7 separate regions of the Mus musculus genome follow, and regions 1, 3, 4, 5, 6 and 7 are each linked to region 2. The links are chromatin contacts, called in public ChIA-PET, HiChIP or PLAC-seq and promoter capture Hi-C maps. All regions are on one chromosome and are shown on one strand. The core of a region is the stretch at or near the end of the contact, and the rest is flanking DNA. Distances in the headings are between cores, read along the strand shown.

Region 1 (3,427 bases), core at 26-2,525, 700 kb before region 2:
GTGTGAGTGGGCACGTGTCTCTACAGTCTCACCAAGTGTGAGTGGGCACGTGTCTCTACAGTCTCACCAAGTGTGAGTGGGCACGTGTCTCTACAGTCTCACCAAGTGTGAGTGGACACGTGTCTCTACAGTCTCACCAAGTGTGAGTGGGCACGTGTCTCTACAGTCTCACCAAGTGTGAGTGGGCACGTGTCTCTACAGTCTCACCAAGTGTGAGTGGGCACGTGTCTCTACAGACTCACCAAGATTGTTATCAAGCTTTTGAATACTTCCCAATCTGAGGATCGAGAAGTGGCTTCTTTATATAGTTTCAATTTTATGGGTGAAATTGTGCATCTTTATCTTAGTTTAAGGACATGGTAATTTACATCTCTTTAGGGGAATGAATTGTGTCTTACGCTATTTAAAAAAATAATTTTAGTCTTTCTTTTTTGTCTGTAATATGTACCTTAAATCATTTCCCTTAGTTTGTTATTTAACTTTTATGATTTTAGCATTAGTTTTTGTAATTAGATTTATTGTGTTTGCTCTTTTGCATTTGAATTTTTTTTTTCTGTTTTGTTTTGTTTTTTTCAAGACAGGGTTTCTCTGTATAGCCCTGGCTGTCCTGGAACTCACTCTGTAGACCAGGCTGGCCTCAAACTCTGAGATCCGCCTGCCTCTACCTCCCAAGTACTGGGATGAAAGGCAAGCACCACCACTGCCTGGCCGCATTTGAATTTTAAATTGAAGTTGAGAGCCTTCAGTCAACAATCAGCTTTTAGAAGATCTCACTCTGAGTTCTTCTGGAATTTGTCAAGTTGATAGAATTCTTATTCCATTTGGAGTTTATCTTTGTAACTCTGACAAGTGGACATAGTTTTATCTTTATTCCAAATATTTTTCTAATTGTACCACTGTGTTTATTGGATAATTTGTTATAATAAAACCTATCATTTTCTATAATGAATACCTGCTTAATAGTAAAAATAAATTAAAATTATTTCCACCCCCCCACACACACATAAAAAATCAAAAAACCCACATTAAAGTCTTTCATCAAAAATCTTGCACCAAAAAGAAATAATGCCACTTACTACAGTTTGATAAGATTAAGTATCATTTATTAAAAGATGAAAATAAAGGAAACTGTTTCTTAATCAGAGAACAAGCTCCATCTGTACCTAAAAGACTCAGGATAAACACGCCCCGCCCCACCCCACCCCCCACCACGCTCTAGACGTTCTATCCGTGAGCTTTGCATTCCTTCTGTTCATGTGCTGATGACGCTTTGTGTTCAAGACAAAGGCTGTGCTGTGGTTGAAGGTCAGGGCTGGGCTGCGATCTCCACCACACTCCACCTCACGTCTCTTCTTTCTCAGTGTTTTCCTAGCATGTGTAGTTTTCCATGCGAACAATAGTGTTCATTTATCGAGTTGAAGCATTTGAAGTGAGCAGGGACTTGTTTTATTGGAATTTCACTAAATCTTCAGACTTAAGTCACTAGATCCCTTGGAACTGGGGTACAGACAGCTGAGCCCGTCAGCGTGGGGGCCAGGAAGACACTTAGGGCCTCTGAAAGAACAGCCCATGCTGTCACTGTTGAGCTCTCTCTCCATCCCCTTGTTTTCTTATTTTTATTCTCAAGTATTTAATCTCTTAATTCCATTGTAAATGAAAGTTTTTAAAAGTATTTTTAAGCTGGTTTTTATCTGTATATATGAAATCCATTGACTCTTTTCACCTGATATTTTAAAACATAATTTTATTGCTTATAATATATAATCCTGATATATTAATTCTTTGAAATTTGCTTAACGCATACAATTTACTCTAACAAACCGAAAAGACTTCCTCATAAAATATATTGCTTTAGTGAGGTGACCTGTAATTACATTATTAATTGTGTGTTGTTTCTAGTAAATGTAACCAGCTATTAAACATAGAATGTTTCTAAAGTTAGTTTAGAATTATCTACCTCAGTGGTATTAACTTTTTATTTCAAGCATGTAATTAAGAAGGCTGACACTCAGGGATGGGTCAGCTCAGGTTCCAGTCAGGCTGCAAGATAGACTCCTCTTTTTTAACAGTAACACTCACTAATTCTCAACAGACACCATCTAAGGGATATCAAACACAGGTGCTTGTTTTCTGAAAAACAAAACAAAACAAAACAGCAGCAATGTTTTCCTCTGTCTTCATAAGTTGCTCTTTCCTTGTTGTGAAAAAAAAATTCTTGAGAAAAGCAACAAGGGAGGAAATTTGTATTTTGACTCCCTTCATATGGTTTCAGTCCTTCAGAGACAGTGTAGAACAGTGTGGTGGGAATGAGTAACAGAGGGTCCTCACACCACTGTGGGACAAGAAGCAAAGGGAATGGGGCTAGAAGCAACGAAGAGAACAGTCTTTCAGAACCTAGTCTTCATGACGTATTTCCGGGACACACTTCTGGAATCTCAAACCCAGACCTCATGAAGTATTTTCAAGATTCAGGTGTCACCTCTAGAGACCATCAGCCAGGAAGCAAGCCTCCATAGCTTGAGCCAGTGGGTCAGAGCATTTCTCCTCTCTTCAGTTCCCTTCAGAGACTCCCATTTACTTCAGCACACCGACCTTTTCTGTGCCACCTAAATTGTCAATACGTATTAATAGACAAGTTCACAATATTTGGAAGTGCCACAACATCCATAAAGGTTTTAGATGAATTATACTATAGCTTTATTCACAGCACTTGCACATATTTATGAAATGGAGTACTGAGAACAACTGTACATCACATAATGTCATTTCTGTCAGAGACAGACCACACTCATGACAGTGGCAGGCAGCAGCTTCGGGTTTGTGGTGTCACCACATAGCTTGAGGACATTATTTTCACATGTGTCTAATTTGGTCTCACATTAGTTTCTTCATCATGACACAGAAACTGGCTGCTAACATTGCCAGTAAGAGACCCATGGAGTGAACTGAAAACAAAACTGAAAGTAAAAATCAGTGGTTTGCATTGCTCATCAGGTGGGCGTGTCATGGTCTACTTCAGCTGTGACCCTCCAAGAACAGGAGCAAAATGATAACAGCTATTTAAAAATCTGCTTCATGAAGGCAGTGACAGCAGCAACATCCCAGAAGAAACTATCAGCTATGGAGATAGTATCAGTGACCTGTGTAGATTACAAATAGTGAAGCCCTTTTCCTCTAGCCACTATGATGATCAAGAGCGAAAGGCTTGTTTGTAATGTTCACTGAAAAGGCTAGATGGAACTATGATAATGTGTTTGCTGCAAGCTCTGGGTAGTTCTTAATGACTTCAGAATCATTTACAGTCTGAAACTGAGTGAGTGATGGGTCTGTACATACAGGCGTGTGGTACTTAGGCCTTTACCACTTAGGTCTGTGTGAGTTCAGATGTGCATTTGCACCATGGCAAGACAGCAAACTTAACTGCAAA
Region 2 (3,733 bases), core at 856-3,355:
ATTTAGGAGATGTGGTATTGCTGGAAGAAGTGTGCCACTGGGGCCAGGCTCTGGGACTTCAAAAGACTTGCCCCATTCCCAGAGTGGATCTCTCTGCCTCCCATCTGTGGCTCAAGATGTGAGCTCTCAGCTGTTCCTGTAGCCATGACTTTGCTCCACCATTATAGACTCTGACCCTGACCCACTAAGATTATAAGCCTAAAGTAACTACTTTCTTTTGTAAGTTGCCTTAATCTTGATGCCTTATCACAGCACCAGAAATGTCAATCACTTTACCTTCTAAAAATCTGAAGTCCAGATTCATTTTGATCCAATACTAATAGAGTTCCACAGCCTAGAAGAAATACAAAACAAAACAAAGCCCTAAGTCATGTTGTTTAACCTCCTGGGAGTCATCTATGATGAAATCTTAAACATTGTGGACCAGCTTTAACTACCACAAATTTCCCATAAAATAACTGCAACCGTATATACAGAACAATTAAAAGTTACATAGTATGCTTCAGTCCTTAAATATCCAACTTACCATCTGGCCAGACTGGAATCGGAACACCAGTCTGGGGAAACGCATCAGAGTGCCAACTCACACCGGGCCTGGTGCTAGGCACGCAAACCTTTCAAGCTGGAGCTAATAACAGAAGACAAGGAAGGCTTGTGCTTACAAACCCCCAAGACTGTGGTTCTCCCCTGCTGATACACGCAGAACACACCAATCACAGCATTTTAAGACAGTATATGTGGAAATACCATATACTCGTTGGTCAGGTGTTGAAAACAACATTAACTTCAGTTATGTGCCAACAATCAATAATTTTTGCTGAAAGACTAATGTCTCTTTCTCTCCCCCATCTCACACTCCATTAACATCTGTTCAAAGGGAATCTGCACTTGAACTTTACAAGGTAAGATGACTAATTACTATGCTCACATGCACATTCAACTGTTCAAACTAGAGTCTTCACAGAATTTCGCTTTGAGTTTTTGTGATCAGTGAGGTGGGTAAAGTGTTAAAGATCTTCCACTTAAACGTAACTGATGAAGAAGAAAAAAAAAAGTCAACTGTCAGGTCAGAGACCCGACCCCTTCCATGTGCAGAGCCAGCTTCTAATCCCAGTACCCACTTGGCAGCTGACAACCATCAGTAATGGATCCAACACCCTCTTTGAATCTTCTCTTCTGACCTTAGCTGGCACCAGGCATGGTTCACAGACATACATACAAGCAAAAAACTCAGACACACACACAAAAAATCTCTAGAAAACAATTCCTAATTATACCAATTTCTTGTAAGAAACCTTTATAAAAGTCTAAAGTTTGATGGCCAAGAACTGTGAACCCAACCGTGAAAGCACTAAGCACTAATGGACAAACTATACGGAAACAAGTTTATTTACCACTACTTTTCAGAAATCGTATTTTTTTCCTGCAGTAAACAAGTATTACAGATCACTGACATTATGCAATGGTTTGCCATACACTGCTCCTGTGCATAAACAGCAGATGGGGTATAAGTTAAAATAAATGGCTTGAGCACTTAGACATCTCTGCACATTTATCCACTTCCCCTAGAACAACTAAAAGCGAGCACAGAATTTTCTAGTTTTTTTTTTTTTCTTTTTCAAGAAAGGGCCAGCGTCTCCCTAAGTCTCTGTTGAGGATGGCTTTGAACTGGTGGCTCTGTTGACTCCACCTTGCAAGTACTGACAAGTGCATCCTTCTTACAGAAGGGAAAGGACTAGCTGTAGACTTCCCCTGGGCTCCAATGCCAACTCCGCAGAAAGGGGGACCTAGGAGGGAGGGCCGAGCTCTGTCGCCCCCTGGCGGTGGCGGCGGCACCGCGCGCTCAGCGGCGCGTCCTACGCCCGCCCCGGAGGCGCGGCCCGCGCTCACCCGCGATGCCGTAGTGCTGCGCCGCGGCACAGGCCAGGCGGCCCGGCAGGTACGGAGAGAACTCGGCCGCATAGCCGTGGCGGCCGGGCACCCGCAGCGTCCGCGCCGCGCTCATTCCGCTCGCCCGCCGTCACTCGGCCTCCCGGCCCGAGCGCGGAAACAGTCTCGAGGTAGAAGTGCCCCACTGCGGCTCACTGAAAGTCCAGGAAGGCCGGGCGGAAGTGACGACGCCGACGCCCGGAATCCTAGATTTTGATTGGGCTACATAGAAAAGGGAACTGACGCCGCGAGGACCATTTTTCTTTTGGGCAAAAATCCAATGATTTGCTCTAACTAAAATCAACTGGTCTTTCAGAGATTATTCTAGACCTAAAAGAGAAGATACTCGCTAGGAGTCACTTCAGACAGTTGTTCACGTTTAATTGCAACCTCCATGTTTTTTTTTTAAATAAAAACCTTGTGTTTTTATTAATTGCTTGAACTTTAAAACTTTGCTATTCTGACATTTTCCTGATGGTTACGAAATAAAAGCCACAACAAACTCGGAAAGCAGTTAGTGAGTCCAAGGGCAACGAATGGAGTACTAGGTTGCCCAAGGTAATTTGAATCCAGACAACAATGAAGTTAAAGGATAGGACTATTATCATGTGCAATTTGCGGTCTATAGGTTTTATGTAGTTAGTTGCACTATGCAGATATATTCCAGTAATTAAGGAAGACTTGGGCTCATTAATTTCTTCATTCAAATGTTTGCCAAGCATATGCAATGTGGTAGATGAATGTGCAGTTTGCCAAACCAAACACTGAAGAGTGAAAGAGACTTGTTAATCATTAAACCAGTCAACCTGCACAGACCAAGTCATGTACCAAGCTTGGTGCTAGACTTTTGCATTCAAAAGACCCACTGGGATACGTGGTTGAGCTCAAGAGATTACAAGACTTGAAAGCTGTCAAGTGTAATCAAAATGCTATTGATGCTGTGATGAATATACACAGATGTTTTTAGGGTAGGGTGTCAGGGAACATTTTAGAAAGGAGATAATCTAGGGTGAATTCATACAAATGACTTTCTCTAACTAAAAAGTTGGAAGCCATTGTGGGATCAGGAGAAGGGTGAAGAACCCAGGAAACCTAAAACCGCAAGGGATGGTAGCTGCCAGGACTCAGTCTAGCCTGATAGAGAAAGAGCACTTTGGGTAGATTCCACCTGGTGAGAGAAAATCAAATGCTCCAACATGAACTCTTGTATTGTACCCCATGCCCAAGGAACTGTGCTGCAGCTTAAATAATAGAGATCTGTGCAAGTTTTCAGATATGGATCATTTAGTGAGTTATCATTCCCAAGCAACAGTAACTGGAGGCTAGAGATTGGCAATGGAGTACAGTTAGAGACTTTAGCAACAACTCAAGCAGAAGATGCTATAGTTGGGTAATAGTGTTTTGTTGAGAATTATGGAAAGGTGTGGAGAGGGTACGCTTAAGGGTCAAATGAAGACAAAAAGCTTAAATGGTTTCCAACTCTTAGTATAGTACTTATCTAGACACAGGAATTGTTTATTGAAATAAGGACAATGGAGCATTAATAAACTCCAGTTCTGCATGTTGACTGTGTACTGTGTGCAGTACTTGAATACAGCACAATGGAGTCCAGCCAAGCCTTCTTACTTGCATGTAGATAATATTTAAACCACGGAAATTATTTTTATTTAGCAAGAGAATGGAATGAGAGAAGACAGATAAAGGCAGATTTGGGGCAAACAGCCACATGGAAAGCTGGCAGTGGAGAAGCTATGGAAGGGAGAGAGATCCACAAGATGGGGACTGTAGACTCATTTATTACTTG
Region 3 (3,373 bases), core at 779-3,278, 910 kb before region 2:
AATTCTACCCTCTCTCAAGTGTCTTAGCATCAAGAAACTCTGCTTGTGGTTGCTGCACTTTCTTAAGACACACACGTGCTCCTTCCTGATTCCTGCATAGGCTGACAGTAGCCAATTGTACTTCTTAGTATAAAAAACTAACAGTGTTGGTGAGATGGCTTATCAAGTGAAGACCATTGCCACCAAGCCCGATGGCTAGAGTGTAATCACCAGAATTCACATGATGGAAAAAGATAAAAATACAAGGTTGCCCACTGATCTCCACATAAACACCAGTGGCGTGTGAGTGGGTTTCCCTTTACTGACAGGATAAGTTGTATATACACATGCACAAACACATAGTCTCACACACACACATACACACATAAACACACACAAAGCCTCACAGTCACACAGACACACACAGACACATACACACACATCATATATGTTCATACCATTGATTCGGTTCTCTAGAGAACCCCCTGCCTCATACACACACAGACTTGCCTGGAACTCATAACTTCCTACCTCAGTCTCTTGTGTAATGCAGTTACGGATGTGTATGCCACCATGCCAAGTTCAGAGGACTTTGCACAGTGCCAACATGGGCATTCTCATCCTTGGCTTGGGATGGCACTTGTAGACTTCAGATATTTTCCTTTCACAATCCAGTGAATCTAACATGCACCCAGGGTTTGGACTCACTAGTTCTCATGGAAGCAAGTAAAGTTTGTTGTATACAGTGGCAGGGCACACCTGAGAGATTTATATATTAAAGCTATTCTCTTCTTATTATTAACTAAACTCGTGAGTTAAAGTTAGTAGTTTGGGAAAGCTTTAGCATTTGTTAGAATGAATCCCATGACATACCAAGTTTTAAATACTTTTACATTTGATGATAATTGATTGAAAATCTGGAAAGTTCCTGGAAGGCCCTTGGTCCTTAGTCTAGGCTGGAAGTCTGGAGATACTGGTTCTGGTATCAGTGAGGGCATGAACAGCATCAGCAACAGAGTAAATTAAGATGGAAGGCCAAGGGGGCCAAAGGCCAGACATCTTCCTTCTGCCACACCCTTTTACCGGGATTGCTCCCAGGTGCCACCCAAGTGGGAGTGGGGAGGGGGGAGCATCCAACATCAATTAAGGCAACCAATCAGGATAATTCTTCAGTTGAAGATTCTCACTGAGGTGATTCTAATTTGTAGCAAGTCGATAGTAAAATTAATCATAAAAAGTGTGTTGTGTGTATGTGTGTGTGTGTGTACTTACAGTTGTATGGAGGTCAGAGGACACACAGTACAATCAGTTCTCTCCTTTTTCCTTTAGGTGGTTACAGAGGATCTACCTCAGGTCACCAGGTTTGTGAGAGAAGTGCCTTCACCCACGGAACCTTTTTTCTGCCTCCCTAATATGTTCTCTAAAATATTTATTAGACAAGAAATCAGAAGTGCAGAGGCGTGAGACAAGTTGCTCAAGGCTGAGTAACTGCAGGTAACAGGTCCAGGAAGACAAAGGTTTCTGTTAGAAAACATCAGGCTCTTCCTGGGATGTTTGGAGTTCCTGTCTTCTATGACGTCAACTAGTCTAGAAAATGTAAAGGAACCTTGATTTTCTCCATCAGAGGGGTTCAAAGCTGGAAACAATTTGTTTGGGTAATATTTTTTTAAAGGTTTAGTTCAGTGTGTGTGTGTGTGTGTGTGTGTTTTCAAGTGTCACTGGAGGCCAGAATAGGGCCCTGGAGCTGAACTTCAGGCAGTCAAGAGTCACCAATATGGGTGCTGGGAACTAAAACTGAGTTTGCAAGGACTCTCAACTGTCAAGCCGTCTCCTCAGCCTCTGCTTGGTTAATATTTAAGGAAACTGAAAAAAGAAAAAAACTGGTTTCCAGGTAGTAAAACATTGGCCTAACATATGGGAGGCCCAACCCTCAAGACCAGGAAAAACAAATCTGGTTTCCAACTTTAAGCACGTGTACAACAACGGGGCTTTTAGGTGAAACTCTGTACCCGCGTGAAGGAACAGAGTGGCTTGCCTGAGTAGAGCCACTCACAGTTACTCACATGACAGTGACTGCTCACATGACAGTGACCCACTGTTGATGCTGAGGAACAGAGAGTAGCACTGCCAGCTTGCATATCAATCACAAACCCAATATAATTTATCTCACGCGTTTAAGATCAAAATGTAAATGTAAAGATGTCTCATTTTTCTTCTTACACCACTTAGTGTGTATACCCCTGAGCTTTAGGCCTATGCGTGAGGCCAGCATTTAGTAGTCTTAGCTTAAGGAAACTATGAGCAGGTAAAGTTATAATAAGTAAGGGAGGGCTGACAAAGAGGAAAAAGAAAGTAAGAAGACAGAAAAACACTCAAGCTCAGGCTAAAGTCCAGGACAGAGGGCAGGGAAGGGTTTGAGATCCGTTCCACAAGTGTTGAATGTGGGAGTAGAGGGAAATATAGAAGTGACTAGGAGAGGGTCGTACCCCCTCAAGCATGGAAAAAGTCAGACATTGAATATTGTGAGCCCCATTTGGGCAGCATGTTACCCTGTGTCGTGTAAAGATGGCATTCAGCCGCAGTAGGAGTGAACTTCTGGGAACTAAAGAAACAATACCTCTTTCTACCCAAGTTTTGGGGCTGACGCCTTTTGGGGAAATATTTTCTTTACAGCTTTGATAAGGTCAGGGGTCCCCACTTTAAAATAAAAATAAATTTACCTATAACATGAAATGGTGACCCAAACAATCCCCAGAGGTTCACCCACTTCAGATGGAAGCCCTCCTCTAACCAAGTCCTTGGTGCCCTTCTAAACCCTCTCTGTGCCCCTGTCTGGATGCCATCCTCTGAGTCAGAGGTTAAGTATGTCACTTCCTACTTTAGAAATCCTTGTGAGTTATGGTCAGATGTTAGTGTTCATCATGCTGACTGAAGAATTGTAATTTATCATGCTGGGTGAGAAATAGGAGAAAGAATGGAGGAGAGAGTCCTTTGAGAGTTTATGATCTCCTGGGTAAATAGTCACACTGCACAGATAGGATGGGTTGCAACAGGATACCAACTACCATCACTGAGCCACAAATAGCAAGTATAGAAGAGAAGGCTCAAATTAACTGTGCCACAAGAAATCAAGTGTCCAGATCCAGAACGAGGGGTATTCTGTAGAATAACTGTCACAGGCTAGGCCTGGTGGCACATACTATAATCATAGCACTTGGAAGACAGGGTCAGGAAAACAGCCATGAGTTCAAGGCCAACTTTGTTATACCAATTTCCTAGTGCTACATAAGCAAGACCCTGTCTCAAAAACATAACACAAAACAAAGTCAGAGCCAACTCAAACCTCAAGCATCTCGCTAGTTCTAACAAATTGATAGTATGTAAAAGTAAAACG
Region 4 (3,673 bases), core at 965-3,464, 570 kb before region 2:
AAACCCAACCACATCCCCAACTTTGTTCTTTTTAAGATCCATGGTCTCTTTGTTTTCCTTTAGTGTGTGTTTGTGTTCCTGAATATGTAAATGCACTATATAAAAAACCCACATTTTGGAATATTTAAATACTGCTATGTCTGTATAATGTTACTTGCACGCCCCTATTTTGGAAACCATAGTCTAGGGGCAATCATCCTCCTCCCTGTACGCATGAGATCACAGCTGCTAAGCGTCTGCTCTTCAACAGATGTCAAGAAACTGATTTTTCTCAACTTTTGCAATTTTGTACTATAATATGAGACTGATAGCATCATTAGGTACCTGAGAGCATTATATAACTGAAAGAGATTACTGTATCTCTTCCTTAACAAAGAAAAACATTTCAGACTATTAGAGGCGAATAACAGATTAATATTTGCATTTATACTCATATTTATTTTTATACACATAGACTAGCGTGTCTTTCATCTCGAGTCAGAGAAGCTGCTTAGGGTGAAGGTTAACACAGAGAATACTACTATCTGGTCAAAGTGGTGAAAATAATGACTAATGGCCATTCAGCCTTAAACAGGGCATCTTTATCATCCCTGGCCTTGAGGCACAGGGAACTTCACAGATGAATGAGAAAAAGGATGTAAGAGCTGAAGAATGGGAATGAATGTCACAAAAACTGTCATGTAGACACAATATTACTGATGCAACCATGATCGCACAGCAGCTATACACACCAGCAGGAGATTGGTCCCTCCAACTCTCATCATGGAAAAAGGAGGCACCCAGAAGTCTCCATCACTTCCTGGGGAGGTAATGGATGTTAACAGCTGATGAAGGGCATGGTATCATTTTTTTTTTTCTACTTGTCTGGCCACTGGGGAGCTAAGTAGGAAGAAGGGGTCCAAAGGGAAAGGAGGAAGGACATTGAAGGATAACAAATGGGGAAAATGAGTATTCTAGAAGAACAGAAGATTGTTGCTATTTGCTCTGAATCACTTACCTATCCTCTCATTCAGGTTTTTTTTTTTTTTTGATGGCTAGGGGTCAAGCCTGAGGGATTTGATCATGATAGGCAAGTGCTGTCCCGCTGACGTACACCCCAAGGCCTTGTATATTTTTTCATAGGGCTTGCCAAAGCTTTTGAGGGTCAATGTTCCACTGACTATGGAATACAAGTTTAGTATAACTTTTATTTGTGCCAGTGTGGGCAGTTGTTTTAAAATTCCTGAACCAATTAACTTGTTTAGGTTTCCCAAGGTCACAGTTTCTTCATCTGAAGCTGAACTGATAAAATATAGTTCCTATTATTATAAATACAGTGTGTTTTGGCACTGCACAAATTACTGTGGTAGCAATATGGCTACATTAAAAATCTACCTAAAAGCTCACTACAAAAACCTCTTCATTCCACAGAGAACTTCCACAAGGCCAGTTCCACAAGACTCGCTCTTTGGAACTGTTTGTGCCTAGTGGACAGTCAATGAGTTGCTACCAAAATTCTACTGTATGAAAGCCTGAATTGCATCATAAGTAGCCCTGCCTGGTGATGCACAGCTGTAAAGTCAGCACTTGGGGAGTGGAGATCAAGAGTTCAAGGTAAGTTTGGGATACATGAGACCCAAGAAGAAATGAAGGGAGGAAAGGATGGGGGTAGAGAGAGAAAAAAAAAAGGTAGGGGATGAAGGAAGGAAGGGAGGGTGGGAGGCAGGGAAAGAGGGAGGGAGAAAAAGAAGAAGGGAGAAAAAAGAAAGGAAGGGATAAAGGAATAAGAAAGAAGGGAGTGAGGGAGAAAGGGAAGGAGGGGGAAAACACTCAAAATAAACTATACTAGTACATAAAACATAAAAGAAATTACTTTAGGGATAAAATATCTTTTTTCTCTTTTTCTGTCAGTTGAAAGTGTGATCACAATTTACTAGTCTGCTTTGAAATAAGTTACTCTACTGGCTACTAGATTCATTCATTTCATTTCAGAATAACTGTGATTGTTTTTCGTCTTATGTGTTAATTATAAAACTATGAGAAAATAGTCGACAATCTTATGTACTTGGTGAAGAGAAACTGTCCCTTGTTGTTTTGAAAAATAATTTTGGGGTGTGGGGACACTTAAAAATCTCAGATTTCAGGCTCTTCCAAACTCATAGATAATTGGCCTTGCCAAATGATCTCAGGAGAATTGGCCTTGAGACATATTTGAATCATGAGGCATTCTCGCAATTCACCACACTTTACCCACTTCCTGTGCTCATAACAAGCCAGAGAGGCTGCCATCTGTGGCACACAAATAAAGACAAGAAGGAAAGTTTAAACATACACACACACACACACACACACACACACACACACACACACACACACACACACTTTCCCTTACCTCCAATGCAGTCAGAAGAGGTTGTGTTTGTAAAGAGGATTATCACCTGCTGGATCCTCTTCCACTGTGAGGCTAAGCCCCTCAAGGTCATCCAACTATGGCAGGTGTTGGCCATACTATCTGACCCTGCCAGAGCTGAAATCTTACCAGGATATCTCAGAATAATTTTCTAGTGCAAAGGTATTGAGGGGGATCCCAGAAGTGTCACATTCCCCTTATCTTTCTAAGGAAGTGTCACATTCCCCTCATCTTTCTAAGGCAGGAAAATAGGGGCACAGAGAAAGGGCAAGTGGGGAGGGGTGCTGCTATGAGAAAATCTGAACAGCTCAGCCTTCATTCAACATGAATAATTAAGCAACCTCACCATTAAATAAACCTTATAGCCATTGGCTTCTCACCTTATTTAGATAACTAAGTTTATAGATCCTGGGGTCCTTGGTGCTAACTAAATGCAGCTGAACATGAATTCTGCAATTCATCTAGAAAGCAGGGGAAATCAGACTCTTTGCTCTGTCTTCAGATGGTCAATGATGTCAAAAGTGATTGCAGACCCACTTTGCAAAGTCCAAGAACAAGAAGAGGGGGCTTTGCCATCCTACTTTACCCACTAATGGTTTTACGCCTAGCACCATCATCCTTTTAAGTCATAAAACCTCATATCAAGCACTTTGAGTGTCTACCTTGCTGGATAATGTATTTTGCAAAGCGCTATACACAATGGTGGGGTTGGAAAATCCTTGTGCAAAATCAAGATGGCAATGCTTGTACATCTGCCTTCCCTGAGTCTACATCCAGCAGAATCTAAGTTGACATTCTCACAGAGGTGGCTGCATATCCATGTCTAATGCAACACTATTTATTGTAGGTACTATATAGAATCATCCTAGATGCCCATCAACAGATGAATGCATAAAGAAAATGTGGCTTCAAAGCAAAGCACAATTCATGTATATGAAAACATCACAATGAAACACATTGTGTCCTATGCAACCGGTAAGATGATACAAAGTTGAGAAGATGGCTGTGCTGATGGTCAGCGTTAGTTTTGTGTCATTTAGCAGTGATCTGGGTTGACGAGTGGTCATCTAAGCAGTTGATACATAGTCTAGTAAGTTTCAATACTTGCTTTTTCAGATCCCATGGTATCAGAGCTATAGCTTCAGTGTGGCAAAGCCAAAAAGAGCCACTCATAAGTAAGTGTGAATCATGTCCAAATAACAGCAAATCTAAAGTCCTAAAGTAAAATGCTTATTGGTATTTCTGAGAGGAACCCGGGATAACACTAACCAGGAGTGTTAAACC
Region 5 (3,602 bases), core at 899-3,398, 620 kb before region 2:
TCTCATGCAATTTGGAGAGACAAATTAACATAATACAAGCAGCATTATACCAAATCTACAATAGTTGGCTCCAGAGGTTTATCTGCCCCCTGACCTTAGAGTCTAGGCTAGCCGCCTCCAAAGCTATTCAGGTAGTACCACTAGTTACACTGTGTGTTGTGTCCCTCTGAACACTTCATAGGATGGGCAAGAATTCTATTATTACCCACACTTTGGGGTTGGCACATGTATTGGCTAGTTTTGTGACAACTTGACACTGCTGGAGTTGTCACAGAGAAAGCTTCAGTTGAGGAAATGCCTTCATGAGATCCAACTGTAAGGCATTTTCTCAATTACTGATCAAGGGTGAAAGGCCCCTTGTGGGTGGGACCATCTCTGGGCTGGTAGTCTTGGTTTTATAAGAGAGCAGGCTAAGCAAGCCAGGGAAACAAGCCAGTAAAGAACATCTCTCCATGGCCTCTGCTCAGCTTCTGCTTCCTGACCTGCTTGAATTCCAGTCCTGACTTCCTTGGTGATGAACAGCAGTATGGAAGTGTAAGCCAAATAAACCCTTTCCTCCCCAACTTGCTTCTTAGTCACGATGTTTGTGCAGGAATAGAAACCCTGACTAAGATAAATTGGTACCAGCATAGTGGGGTATTCCTGTGACAACTTGACCATGTTTTGGGAAGGACTGTGGAAGGACTTTGGGCCAGAAGATCCATTCAGTGTTAAGAACTCTGTCAGATGTTGTGTAGGAGCTTGGAAGATAACGTTGAGAACAGTGCAGAAAATGGAGGCCTGGCTTGTGAAATTTCAGAGGGAAAATTAAAGACTTTTTTCAGGGCCATTGCTAGTTTGATTGTGAAGATTCTGTGGTTCTGGTTAGCTGGGGCTGAAGAATCAGCTGTGATTAACAAGATACCAGAACTACTAAAGTGAAACCTTTGCATTACTGGGACTATTGATGCTGGTTAGCTGGAGCTAAGAAATTAGCGGTGATTAAGAAGAGACCAGCATCATTGAGGTGACATCTTCTGGGAAGTGTTTTCTGAAAGCACAAAGAGGCTGTGTTCCAGAGTTAGCCAAAGTCGTACCTCATGCTGCAGCAGGACTTGGTAATGTGTAAGAGTCACCCAGGTGGTACTGGTTTTGAAGGCATGAAGGGGTCATGCAGAGCAGCTCAGGCTCGGCACTGTGAGAGGCCATGGAAGGCCATTGGTGAAGGTGCAGCCTCAGTTGCAATTGATGGCCCAGGACTGAAGGGGTCATGCAGTGGTTAGGAGATTCAAGTATCATGAGATGACCACCAAGAACAGCAGAAGCAGTGGAGTACAGGCAGCTGGAGCCTAGAAGACAAGGTGTGTGCTACAAAGGACAGGGCTGGAGAAGTGACCCAAGCCCTTGGAGGAGTCCAGAAGATCGTGAGTGGATCCCAGACATTGGACAGTTTGAGTTTGATTTCACTTTTGATTGTGACTGTGCCCTGATGTTTTTCCCTCTTGAAGGAAGTATTTGAGTGGAGCCTGCAGTTGAGAGACTTTTAATTGTAAAAAGACTTTGGATTTTAAAAGATAATGGATATTCTAAAAGCATTGAGCTTTTAATAAGTAAAGACTGTGGTACTTTTAAAGTTATTTAAGATCTTGGGGATGAATAAGAACTAAGGGTTGAGGCTTACTAGTGATGTATTTGTGTGTCAAGTTGACAAGGGGTCAATTGTACTGGCTAGTTTTGTGTCAACTTGACACAGCTGGAGTTATCACAGAGAAAGGAGCTTCAGTTGGAGAGATGCCTCCATGAGATCCAACTGTAAGGCATTTTCTCAATTAGTGAGCAAGGGGGAAAGGCCCCTTGTGGGTGGGACCATCTCTGGGCTGGTAGTCTTGGTTCTATAAGAGAGTAGGCTGAGCAAGCCAGGAGAAGCAAGCCAGTAAGGAACATCCCTCCATGGCCTCTGCATCAGCTCCTGCTTCCTCACCTGCTTGAGTTCCAGTCCTGACTTCCTTGGTGATGAACAGCAGTATGGAAGTGTAAGCCGAATAAACCCTTTCCTCCCCATCTTGCTTCTTGGTCATGCTGTTTGTGCAGGAATAGAAACCCTGACTATGACAGCACATCAGCATCTGGCATTCTCAGTTTCTCCACTTCCTACTTGCGGCTTCTGTCCCCTGAGGCAGCGTCAGATTGACTAAGTGTTCCTTGTTCCACCTTGCCCCTTCTTTCTTAGGCTCCTATTAAAATACTTTTTTTTTCTTTTTCTTTTTTTTTATTTATCCACAGGTGCTGACTTCATTGTCTTACCAAACTCACAACTGGGTTAGAGGCTTGTTAGAGCTGTGTGCTGGTCCTGTGTACATGACCAGCTCTCACCACCCGCAGGCCTGGCTTGCCTTTTGAGTAAGCCTTCTATTTTCCTTTCCAGTGCTGGGGAGAGTTTGGCTGGAGCTGCTGCGTTTGGTCTCTTTGTTTCATTGTTATGTTCTATTTCTCCACCTTCAGCTATCCTACCCGCGCTGTTTGTGAGTTAAGAAGCTTTCCCTCTTTTTCTGTCTCTGCGGAGTCTGTTCTGTGTCACCTGCACTCCTCTTCTTCATTGCATCACACAGAGACAGTGTCTAACCCACCCTCTCACACAAGAAAATAGGAAGTGGTTTTTATTAACTTCCAAAGTAGATATGAAACTATCAATTAAACGATGGTTTATTGTGGAACTAAGTGATGGGGTAAAAGTAAGTCAACAAGCCAGAGAGGTTGTTCTATGTTGGGTTTTTTGTTTTGCTTTTTGCATTTTTTAAAAATCTGAATATGGTGATATTCAGGAGTGGGCCTGAGTCCCTTGCAAAATGCATGTTTTCCCAACTTCCACTTTAGGGAAGAGTAGAACTTAGCTGAAAATTAGTGGTGGCTGGGACATGCCATACTACACAGAGAAGCACCCAGTGCAAGCCTCTAGGCTGTTTCCCTGGAGAAAGATGATTAGGGTCATTTTAACCTATTCGTACCATTATGTAAAGAGACAGTTCTGCCTACATTAAAACTATAAAATGCATTTTGGGAGTTGTTATTGTGAAACACCATAGTAGAAGAATTGATTCTAAAGGTATGCTATTTGACAACTTTGTACAAATTTTAACCGAATATTATAAAGTTACATTATATTTATTAGTTAAAAAGAAAATCTGGTGTTTAAATATTCCCTTTAAAATAGCTATCAGCTTTCTAGACAATTAGCTGCCTAACAGCTGTTTCCAAAAATACACTAACAGGAAGTAATAGTTCCATGGAATTAAGGACTTAGCAACTGCTTCTAATGATCCTGTTACACCCAAGGAGCAAGGAGAGTGTTGAGAACACTTAAATTAGGGGAAAATGGGCATCATTTTAAAAGTTCAAAGCTCTGATCAGTCTTGAAAACATGGATAAGAACTGATTAAGAGACTTAGGACAGAAAAAGATGTCTGAAATGATTAAGACTTCAGTTAACTTTGGAGATGTTTTGTCTCTTTAACTTCAATCCTGCTTGCCACTTAGCAAGTGTTTGCTGTTTTCATCAGCGGCCAGCCTTTCAGTTAGAGGAGTAAATGCATTTTCCCACAGACAGTATTGGGGTGTTACATGTT
Region 6 (3,364 bases), core at 732-3,231, 550 kb before region 2:
TCTTTCCACCCTATGTGAAAGCCCCTGGAGTCTCGTTTTAAGGAACTTTCTTTCCACGGAGGTGTGAGCAATAGAAGACTCAAGTCCCGTCTTCCAGGGCTTTAAAGCCCTGTCCTAGATGAGAGTCTGTTGACCATGTTATTTCTTTTAAACCAGGTCAGAGTGAGAAAGCATTCACTCCAATGTCCAGTCTCTGTATCCTGCTGGTAGAGGACTAGAAAGAGTTTCACTGATGACTGTGTGTCAGTATACACGACCTCTCCAGGGTTTACAAACTCCCCCGTATGGGGGTACCCTCTGCTGACTGTCTCATTTGCGTTTGTAGGAAATGAAGACTCCTTTTTCTGGTTTTCCCGGTGATTGTAAGGCAAGCCATGTCTGCCTAAGGTTACAGTACAAAAGTCTCTTGCTTTTCTATAGAGACACTGCCTTAACTTAGCTTTTGTTCATGGAATTTTCAAGCCGGGAGAGATGGGGTATCCAGCTGCTTTTAGAGGCCACCCTTGCCCAAGACTACTTTCTTTCTAGGGATTTCTGTGTTCCTGCCTCTGGTGCTAAAGAGCAATTTTTGATTGACAAAAACATCGAAAAGGAATGGGGGCGGGAGCAGGGATGTCTGTGCCCAGTTATGAACTTGCATCTATGGAACACAGCAAACTCCAGGTCTGTTTATCCTCAGAGCCACGGCTTTGTAACAAGCCCGCAGACAGGTATCTCCAGGTCCTGTGCACACACATACACACACACATGCACACGCACACACACCACACACTTGATTTTACCCTGAACTCCCGCTCTGCTCAGCTGCCGCTCCAGGTGGTCTGGTGCTAAACTCTGGATGCTCTCAGCTTTCACCCTGAGGCCAAAGACTGCCTTCATCCCATCCCAACACACAGTGGAACTTGAGGCGAAGAAGGCAGTTAGCTACCCCATTTGGGAAGCTGGAACCCCAAAGATCTGTACCGAGCTCTTGAGATTCGTTTCAATCCCTAACTCTCCCATTTTTCTTCACCCTTTTCTCTCCCCAAATTTTCTTCCTAAATTGATTTTCATATAACATTGGGGGTTTTGTCTCTCCTCCCTCAGTTCTATAGCTAAGAAGTTAAAGAAATGTACAAAACCAAAATTATTTCAATTCGCTATTTTTAACGCAAAAGAAGACTTCTCCACAGTAGCATCAAAGGCAAAAACGCATTGCCAAATGGGCACATGTTTTTTTTTTTTTTTTAATTTACCGGAAAGGGCAAATAAACAAAATTAACTGAATTTAGAGAAAATGTACCAGTGAATAACAACTTCAGTCAGCAAAGTCTCCAAGTCTCCCTGGTTGAACCTGCCCCGTTTTGGCTCCGGTATCCGGCTTTCTATTGAGACCTTGTTTTGCCCACATTTCTGTAAACTAGATAGAGAACAACCCATATCTTCTAAGTCCAAAGTAACGTCGTAGGCTGATCTTCCAGGCAACTTCTGTTCCTTCCCTTCATTTTAAGTGTAAGATTTGGTTAAAAGAAATAGAATGAGGGGAGTGGCACAGAAGAAAGTTTTTAAAGAACAAAACAACAACAAAAACAAGAAGTCCAGTGCATCCGCGGTGAGTGTGTCAATCAAAGGGTTTTGTGCCTGGGGGCTCCTTGTGGTTCCAAGCAGAGGTGTCCCAGGGCGGCCCCACAATGAATATGAATAGGAATCCTTGCTAACTGGGACAGCAAAGCGCACCGCCCTGAATGATGATGGCACGTCATCTTAACCAGCCCAGGATAGATAGGAGGGCTCCTTTTGTCTCTTTTCTCCACTGCAGCGCTATAAAAGCCCCTCTTTTACTGCAAGAGGTTAGTTCAGGCACACACCAATGTGCAGTGCAGGAAACAGCTAAACCAGAGATAGCGAAGCAAGCCAGGAGAGAGAGAGAGGCGGGGCAAGGCAGGGCCTTGACTTTTCTTCTCTGGTTTTACAACTGGGGAAGTGGGTTCCTGGACCTTGCTTTTTTTTTTTTTTTTTTTTTAATTCAAGATTCTCTTTAATTTCCTGCCTAAAGGCTCCTCAACCATAAGGCCGCATCTCTTGTAATAAAATGAATTCTGATTCGAGCTCTGTCTCCAGCAGAGCGTCATCTCCGGACATGGATGAGATGTACCTAAGAGACCACCACCACCGCCACCACCACCACCATCAGGAGAGTCGTCTGAACTCGGTCTCCTCCACACAGGGCGATATGGTCCAGAAGATGCCAGGGGAAAGCCTCTCGAGGGCAGGCGCCAAGGCTGCAGGAGAAAGCAGCAAGTACAAAATCAAGAAGCAGCTGTCGGAGCAGGATCTTCAGCAGTTGCGGCTGAAGATCAACGGACGCGAACGCAAGAGGATGCACGACCTGAACCTCGCCATGGATGGTCTGCGCGAGGTCATGCCCTACGCTCACGGGCCCTCGGTGCGCAAGCTCTCCAAGATCGCCACTCTGCTTCTGGCCAGAAACTACATCCTCATGCTCACCAGCTCCCTGGAGGAGATGAAGAGGTTGGTTGGAGAGATCTACGGGGGACACCACTCGGCCTTCCACTGTGGGACTGTGGGGCATTCGGCCGGCCACCCGGCACACGCAGCCAACGCTGTGCACCCGGTGCACCCTATCCTGGGCGGCGCGCTCTCCTCTGGCAATGCCTCGTCCCCTCTGTCCGCGACCTCCCTGCCGACCATTGGCACCATCCGTCCTCCCCACTCACTGCTCAAGGCGCCCTCCACGCCGCCCGCGCTACAATTGGGCAGCGGCTTCCAGCACTGGGCGGGGCTGCCCTGTCCCTGCACCATCTGCCAGATGCCACCACCGCCGCACCTGTCCGCTCTCTCCACCGCCAACATGGCCCGGCTTTCGGCTGAATCCAAGGACTTGCTCAAGTGAGCCACGGGCTGGCCCGGCCGGGAGGAGGAAGGGAGAGCTGAGGCAGGGGTCGCAGTGCCGGGCCAGGAGGGAAAGGGAGACTGCTCGGCCTGCGGGAGGGTGGGCGCGCGGCCCCAGGCCTCGCCAGCGCCCTACAGATCCAGATTCCAGTTGACCCACCCCAGCGGGGCGTGCCAAAACCAAACTGGAATACCTAGGTGTTAGCGAAGGGGACTGGAACCCGAAGTCCTGTTTTGCATGCATGCTTCTTTCCCTCATGCCACGCCAGTATTTCTCACTGTGGTATGCTCTTGTCAAAACTGCATTTGTTGTTTAACGATGGGATCAGTGGAGTTTAAAACTTGCAAAGGAACTTTGGAGTTGGCTCTTTCTGGCTGTGTTCTTATCTTGGAGGAAAGATGGCTATCCCTTTTGTGCAAAGCAAATGTAAATATTTCATCGAGCTAGATACACTTATGATTGTCTCTGCCC
Region 7 (3,708 bases), core at 361-2,860, 720 kb before region 2:
ACCTCTCACAGTCCACTGCTTATAAAATCACAGTATATTCCTTATAAAATCTTCATGGTAACCTGAGGCTGTTCCTGGACAGCTGTTCTCTCTATTTTATCTTCCTGGGTCCCTTAAGACATTTACATTTTAACCCTAGATCTATTTGTTTAACCAGATAGTAGATTCTTCTAAGCTAAAATTTAAGACATAGGACACCATAAACATGCTTTAGCCCTTGGGGGCTGAGGATTGTGGGTATTGTTGGGTATGTGAGAGTTACTATAAAGATGAGTAAGTCTGGTTCCCCTCCCCGCATTGTTCTCCAGTCTTTGATGGGACCCTTTACTCAGTTTCTGCTTCATGCCATTCAGATCTTTTACACAGTCTACTCATTAAATGACACTTTTAGGTGGTTATGGTCTTGTTGATGTTGAACTACAGATAACGTAGAAGCAAAAAGCAGACAGGCCGTCCACGGCAGAGCTAAGCAAGTTGTTTTGACCGTAACCCACAGCAGATGTTACCGTCAGGACTCTGTGTACTGTGATGTACTCTGATCTAGTCCCTCCCCATCCCATGATGCTTGCTACGGCCTACAGAGTTGAGTTCTCAAGCAAAACTGTGCTCCGTTTCATGTGCTCTGTGGTTTATGAAGCTCAAATAGCCAGGTTTAAGAAGTTTTGGTTTCTCTTAAGAAATATCTGGTGTCACTCATGGAGGCTCACACCTCCTGTAATTCTACCACTTGGGAGACTAAGACGGAAATAGTGCTGAGATTTCAAGGCCAGCCTGGATCTTAAAACACCAAAGCAGTTGTTTTTATTTGTTTTGTTTTGCTTGTTTGTTTGTTTCATTGGTTGGGTTTTTTTTTTTTTCTCCTTATTATGAAGACTCCTTATCTATTCATCAGTTGGGATCTCTTGTCATATTCTCTCTCTCTCTCTCTCTCTCTCTCTCTCTCGGTTTAGTATCTTGAGTTAGGGCCTTACTGAGTATTCACGATCCTCCTGCCTCAGTCTCCTGAGTGCCAGGATTTCAAGTGTATGATACCATGTCTAGCTTGGCCAGAGCTTTTTGTTTTAAAATACAGTGTCGTGGATAGAGGAGACAGTTTTGCTCTATTGGAGTCTTATCTACTGAAACTTTTCTACTCGCAGTGGAGTCCTGGAACTGGAGAGAAATTCCGAGGGCAGGTCAGAAGCCTCCACTCCAGGGTGTCCCAGTTAAACCTTTCCAGGTTTAGACTGGGAATCCTGATAAAGTAAGTCACAAAAACGTTAGCTCTTTTCTCTTTTCAACATGCCCCTCTGCACAGCACTGGCCTCCAGCGTGGTTTACCAGCGATCAGCTTGCTGAAGTTTTGATGTCCCTGCAAAGTGCCCAGGTGGCTTGTTTTACTTTGTTTTGAGTTCCCCTGGCGTTCCTTCCAGGTCGCAGTTGCACGGTTGATTTGTTGACTGTGGTTTGAGGTCAATAAGAAGCTTATTCTAGAGAAAGGTGGAGAGAAAACAAAACAAAACAACCACCCAAGATTCAATTGCCCGCGTCAAACAGCTGAGGAAGCTGAGTGTTGTCAGTGGTCGTGAAAAGGAAGAGTGACGTCACTCATTGGTGAAGCAGAGTCGTGTGCTGCCATCTATTGGTAATTCTGTAAAACTGCAGGGTTTAAGCTTTTAATGCCACTTGTTTTAAAACTATCTTGGGAGTGGGGGAGAACTAAGATTCATTTCACCTGCTCTCTAAAGTTCTCCTTCCCAAGCAGCCTAGATCTAGTTAAAGACACTGTGGCTGGCAATGACCTATCTTTAACCCGGAAGAAGCTCCTCAATACGGGAGACCAAAGGGACGGGGGGAATTCCCACACCGGCTCCTGACTGTCCAAGCCGACACACTTCCCCTTCAGGATGGTTTGAGGGAAGAAGAGCCTGTCTGCACGTCTGAGAGATTTCAAAGAACACTCTGTTCTTATCCTTCAGATCTCTGATTGCTTCATGGGCTTTCTGAGAGCGTGTGCAGAGGGGAGCTTTTACACCAAACAAAACAGCTCCTGGGTGTTTGATGCCTGATGCTTCTACGTTCTCCAGTGTCTGGATGGTTTGTCTTTGAGTGAAAAAGGACATTGCATTCCCACCACTTCCATTATCAAAGAGGCTCAGTTCATTCACAAAAGGAAATTGATGCCTAAATAAAGTTAACAGAATTCTATGTTTAAAGGGTTTACACTGGAAAAAATAATCACTTAGTGGCAAATACAATTTAACTAATTAGGCAACTATGTATACTTGTGAGATTTATTTCAAGGGAAATGAATGGCCATGGTTCTGTGGTTCTGTGTGTTTGTGTGTGTGTGTGTGTGTGTGTGTGTGTGTGTGTGTGTGTTTGTGTGTGTATAGATAGATAGATAGACAGACTCTTCTTGTTGGATGCTCAGATACATAAATGAGCAATGAAATTAAAATCTTTAGCCCTAAAGCCACAACAGTAGGAACTGGTAATAAGTAGTTAGGTGGAAGCATGCAGGGAAGGAAGGTGTGTGGAGGGGCAGGTCACCATTTTTTTGGGGGGGGGGGGTGATCAAGGTGTGCCTTAGGAAAACTGCATCTGAACAGAGACTCCAAGTGTGTGGAAGAGTTAATCTTGTAGGCATGAATAGGAATATACTAGATGTGGGGGTCAGAGGGAGTTTGTGCAAAGGACCCAGGCTGTGTCTGGAATGGTAGTCTGAGACAGTGTTCATGGTAGTACAGAGGGACAGGTTGGGCAACTCCTCTTGAGGAAGCTGTCTTGCCCTTCCTCCTCCAGCAGTAAGACTTACACCCAGGGCTTCATGCACGCACGCTGGGCAAGCAAATCTACTAAGCTATACTATAACTTTGGGTTTTAGTCTTAAGTGCAAGGAGTCACTACTGTCTTAAACCAAGGAACCCTGTAATTTTGCACAGCTCTTACAAGAGTTACTCCAGCTGGCCCTTTTAGATAGAAAATAGGCAAATAGGCAAGGTAGGAGATCCATAGGAGACCTAAATTCAGTCAAGCTAGGGACACTGTTGGCTTGCACTGCATTTATAATGGGGTAGGGGGTTGAGAAATGATGAGATTCTGTACGTCAAAATTTAATGACAGATTCATGAGAGCTATGCAAAAGAGTGGTCCAGGACACAAAAACCCCAGGATTTTTTGTCCTGAGCACTGGCAGAAAACTGGCACCATATGGATCTGGGAGATGGCTAGGCAACCCTTACATGCTAGACACAGAACACAGTGAGTTCTCTTAGTTTTCCTGGAGGATACCTGGTCTGGCTGTCTGATCTCATTTGCATATGCAGCCAGAAGCGACCATTTTCAACCTTTCTGACCATAATTCTCCTCAGCTAACGTTTCTAGAGGAGTGCGGTGGGACATGCTGTAAACCAACACTTAGTAGGCAGAAAGATCCCGGCTTGTGAGGCCAGCCTGGGGGTTGTTTCAGCAGCCCTGTGGATGCTAATGTTCCTGCTATAAAATGGCTTAGTATTTGTACACACTCTTCTTCCTGTTGCTTCCAATCAGCTTGGGACAACTCACTGTGCAGGTGGTGGAATGTGGCTTGTAGAATCCATGGACACGGAACTGACTAAGCTTTGTGCTTTATGCCTGGACTGTGTGCTTCGCCTTCTTCCTTCTCTTTCAGAGAAGCCTGATCCACCCTCGCAGCAGCAGCAGCAGCAGCAGCAGCAGCAGCAGCAG

Evidence for each region. Promoter capture Hi-C pulls out the DNA fragments that hold promoters and counts their contacts. ChIA-PET counts read pairs in DNA pulled down with a chosen protein or histone mark. HiChIP or PLAC-seq counts read pairs in DNA pulled down with a chosen protein or histone mark.
Region 1: an H3K27ac HiChIP or PLAC-seq map of embryonic stem cells shows a contact between it and region 2, with 2.9 times the contacts expected there. The contact joins the enhancer-like site here to the promoter of Pex7 in region 2. A contact is called at or near these places in 6 of 39 promoter capture datasets (the 3T3-L1 cell line, embryonic stem cells, frontonasal cranial neural crest and 2 more), 1 of 15 datasets of contacts at CTCF or cohesin (the NIH/3T3 cell line), 2 of 484 Hi-C or Micro-C datasets (the HPC-7 cell line and liver), 5 of 115 datasets of contacts at active chromatin or transcription factors (bone marrow-derived macrophages, embryonic stem cells and thymic regulatory T cells) and 2 of 9 other capture datasets (adipose tissue and macrophages).
Region 3: a promoter capture Hi-C map of the C10 cell line shows a contact between it and region 2, with 5 times the contacts expected there. The contact joins the enhancer-like site here to the promoter of Pex7 in region 2. A contact is called at or near these places in 4 of 39 promoter capture datasets (the C10 cell line, hippocampal neurons, liver and 1 more) and 1 of 115 datasets of contacts at active chromatin or transcription factors (extraembryonic endoderm stem cells).
Region 4: an RNA polymerase II ChIA-PET map of memory CD8 T cells shows a contact between it and region 2, with 6 read pairs. The contact joins the enhancer-like site here to the promoter of Pex7 in region 2. A contact is called at or near these places in 1 of 39 promoter capture datasets (liver), 1 of 115 datasets of contacts at active chromatin or transcription factors (memory CD8 T cells) and 2 of 9 other capture datasets (adipose tissue and macrophages).
Region 5: a promoter capture Hi-C map of pre-B cells shows a contact between it and region 2, with 4 times the contacts expected there. The contact joins the enhancer-like site here to the promoter of Pex7 in region 2. A contact is called at or near these places in 6 of 39 promoter capture datasets (the C10 cell line, embryonic stem cells, hippocampal neurons and 3 more) and 1 of 9 other capture datasets (liver).
Region 6: a promoter capture Hi-C map of embryonic stem cells shows a contact between it and region 2, with 3 times the contacts expected there. The contact joins the promoter of Olig3 here to the promoter of Pex7 in region 2. A contact is called at or near these places in 9 of 39 promoter capture datasets (the 3T3-L1 cell line, the C10 cell line, HPC-7-derived erythroid cells and 5 more), 2 of 484 Hi-C or Micro-C datasets (the HPC-7 cell line and cortical neurons), 1 of 115 datasets of contacts at active chromatin or transcription factors (forebrain) and 1 of 9 other capture datasets (adipose tissue).
Region 7: a contact with region 2 is called in a promoter capture Hi-C map of pre-B cells, with 4 times the contacts expected there. The contact joins the enhancer-like site here to the promoter of Pex7 in region 2. A contact is called at or near these places in 7 of 39 promoter capture datasets (the 3T3-L1 cell line, the C10 cell line, the HPC-7 cell line and 3 more), 1 of 15 datasets of contacts at CTCF or cohesin (the NIH/3T3 cell line), 3 of 484 Hi-C or Micro-C datasets (the HPC-7 cell line, liver and pro-B cells), 5 of 115 datasets of contacts at active chromatin or transcription factors (T-cell acute lymphoblastic leukemia, bone marrow-derived macrophages, double positive thymocytes and 2 more) and 2 of 9 other capture datasets (adipose tissue and liver).

Annotation. Positions count from the first base shown.
Region 1 is chr10:19,207,001-19,210,427 of GRCm38.p6, forward strand. Gm20139 (predicted gene, 20139) reads left to right here. Exons shown (of 4, transcript NR_038021.1): 4 at 1-947. Among named protein-coding and RNA genes, the nearest start is that of Gm40607, 35 kb to the right of the region's middle. Within about 2 kb of position 1,276, at least 55 of the 459 cell types and tissues checked have an H3K27ac peak or open chromatin away from gene starts, as enhancers often do. A contact at or near this core is called in embryonic stem cells and stem cell-derived epiblast-like cells, where this site is marked.
Region 2 is chr10:19,905,569-19,909,301 of GRCm38.p6, forward strand. Pex7 (peroxisomal biogenesis factor 7) reads right to left here and starts at 2,106. Exons shown (of 10, transcript NM_008822.2): 1 at 1,891-2,106; 2 at 277-334. The coding sequence starts at 2,005.
Region 3 is chr10:18,993,698-18,997,070 of GRCm38.p6, forward strand. No RefSeq gene overlaps it. Among named protein-coding and RNA genes, the nearest start is that of Tnfaip3, 20 kb to the right of the region's middle. Within about 2 kb of position 2,029, at least 45 of the 459 cell types and tissues checked have an H3K27ac peak or open chromatin away from gene starts, as enhancers often do.
Region 4 is chr10:19,331,372-19,335,044 of GRCm38.p6, forward strand. No RefSeq gene overlaps it. Among named protein-coding and RNA genes, the nearest start is that of Olig3, 23 kb to the right of the region's middle. Within about 2 kb of position 2,215, at least 17 of the 459 cell types and tissues checked have an H3K27ac peak or open chromatin away from gene starts, as enhancers often do. A contact at or near this core is called in memory CD8 T cells, where this site is marked.
Region 5 is chr10:19,289,088-19,292,689 of GRCm38.p6, forward strand. No RefSeq gene overlaps it. Among named protein-coding and RNA genes, the nearest start is that of Gm40607, 47 kb to the left of the region's middle. Within about 2 kb of position 2,149, at least 14 of the 459 cell types and tissues checked have an H3K27ac peak or open chromatin away from gene starts, as enhancers often do. A contact at or near this core is called in pre-B cells, where this site is marked.
Region 6 is chr10:19,354,558-19,357,921 of GRCm38.p6, forward strand. It overlaps Olig3 (oligodendrocyte transcription factor 3), which reads left to right and starts at 1,982. Exons shown (of 1, transcript NM_053008.3): 1 at 1,982-3,364. The coding sequence starts at 2,072. The coding sequence ends at 2,893.
Region 7 is chr10:19,184,546-19,188,253 of GRCm38.p6, forward strand. The region is part of intron 2 of Gm20139 (predicted gene, 20139); the gene reads left to right. Among named protein-coding and RNA genes, the nearest start is that of Gm20139, 45 kb to the left of the region's middle. Within about 2 kb of position 1,611, at least 168 of the 459 cell types and tissues checked have an H3K27ac peak or open chromatin away from gene starts, as enhancers often do. A contact at or near this core is called in the HPC-7 cell line, T-cell acute lymphoblastic leukemia, adipose tissue and 7 more, where this site is marked.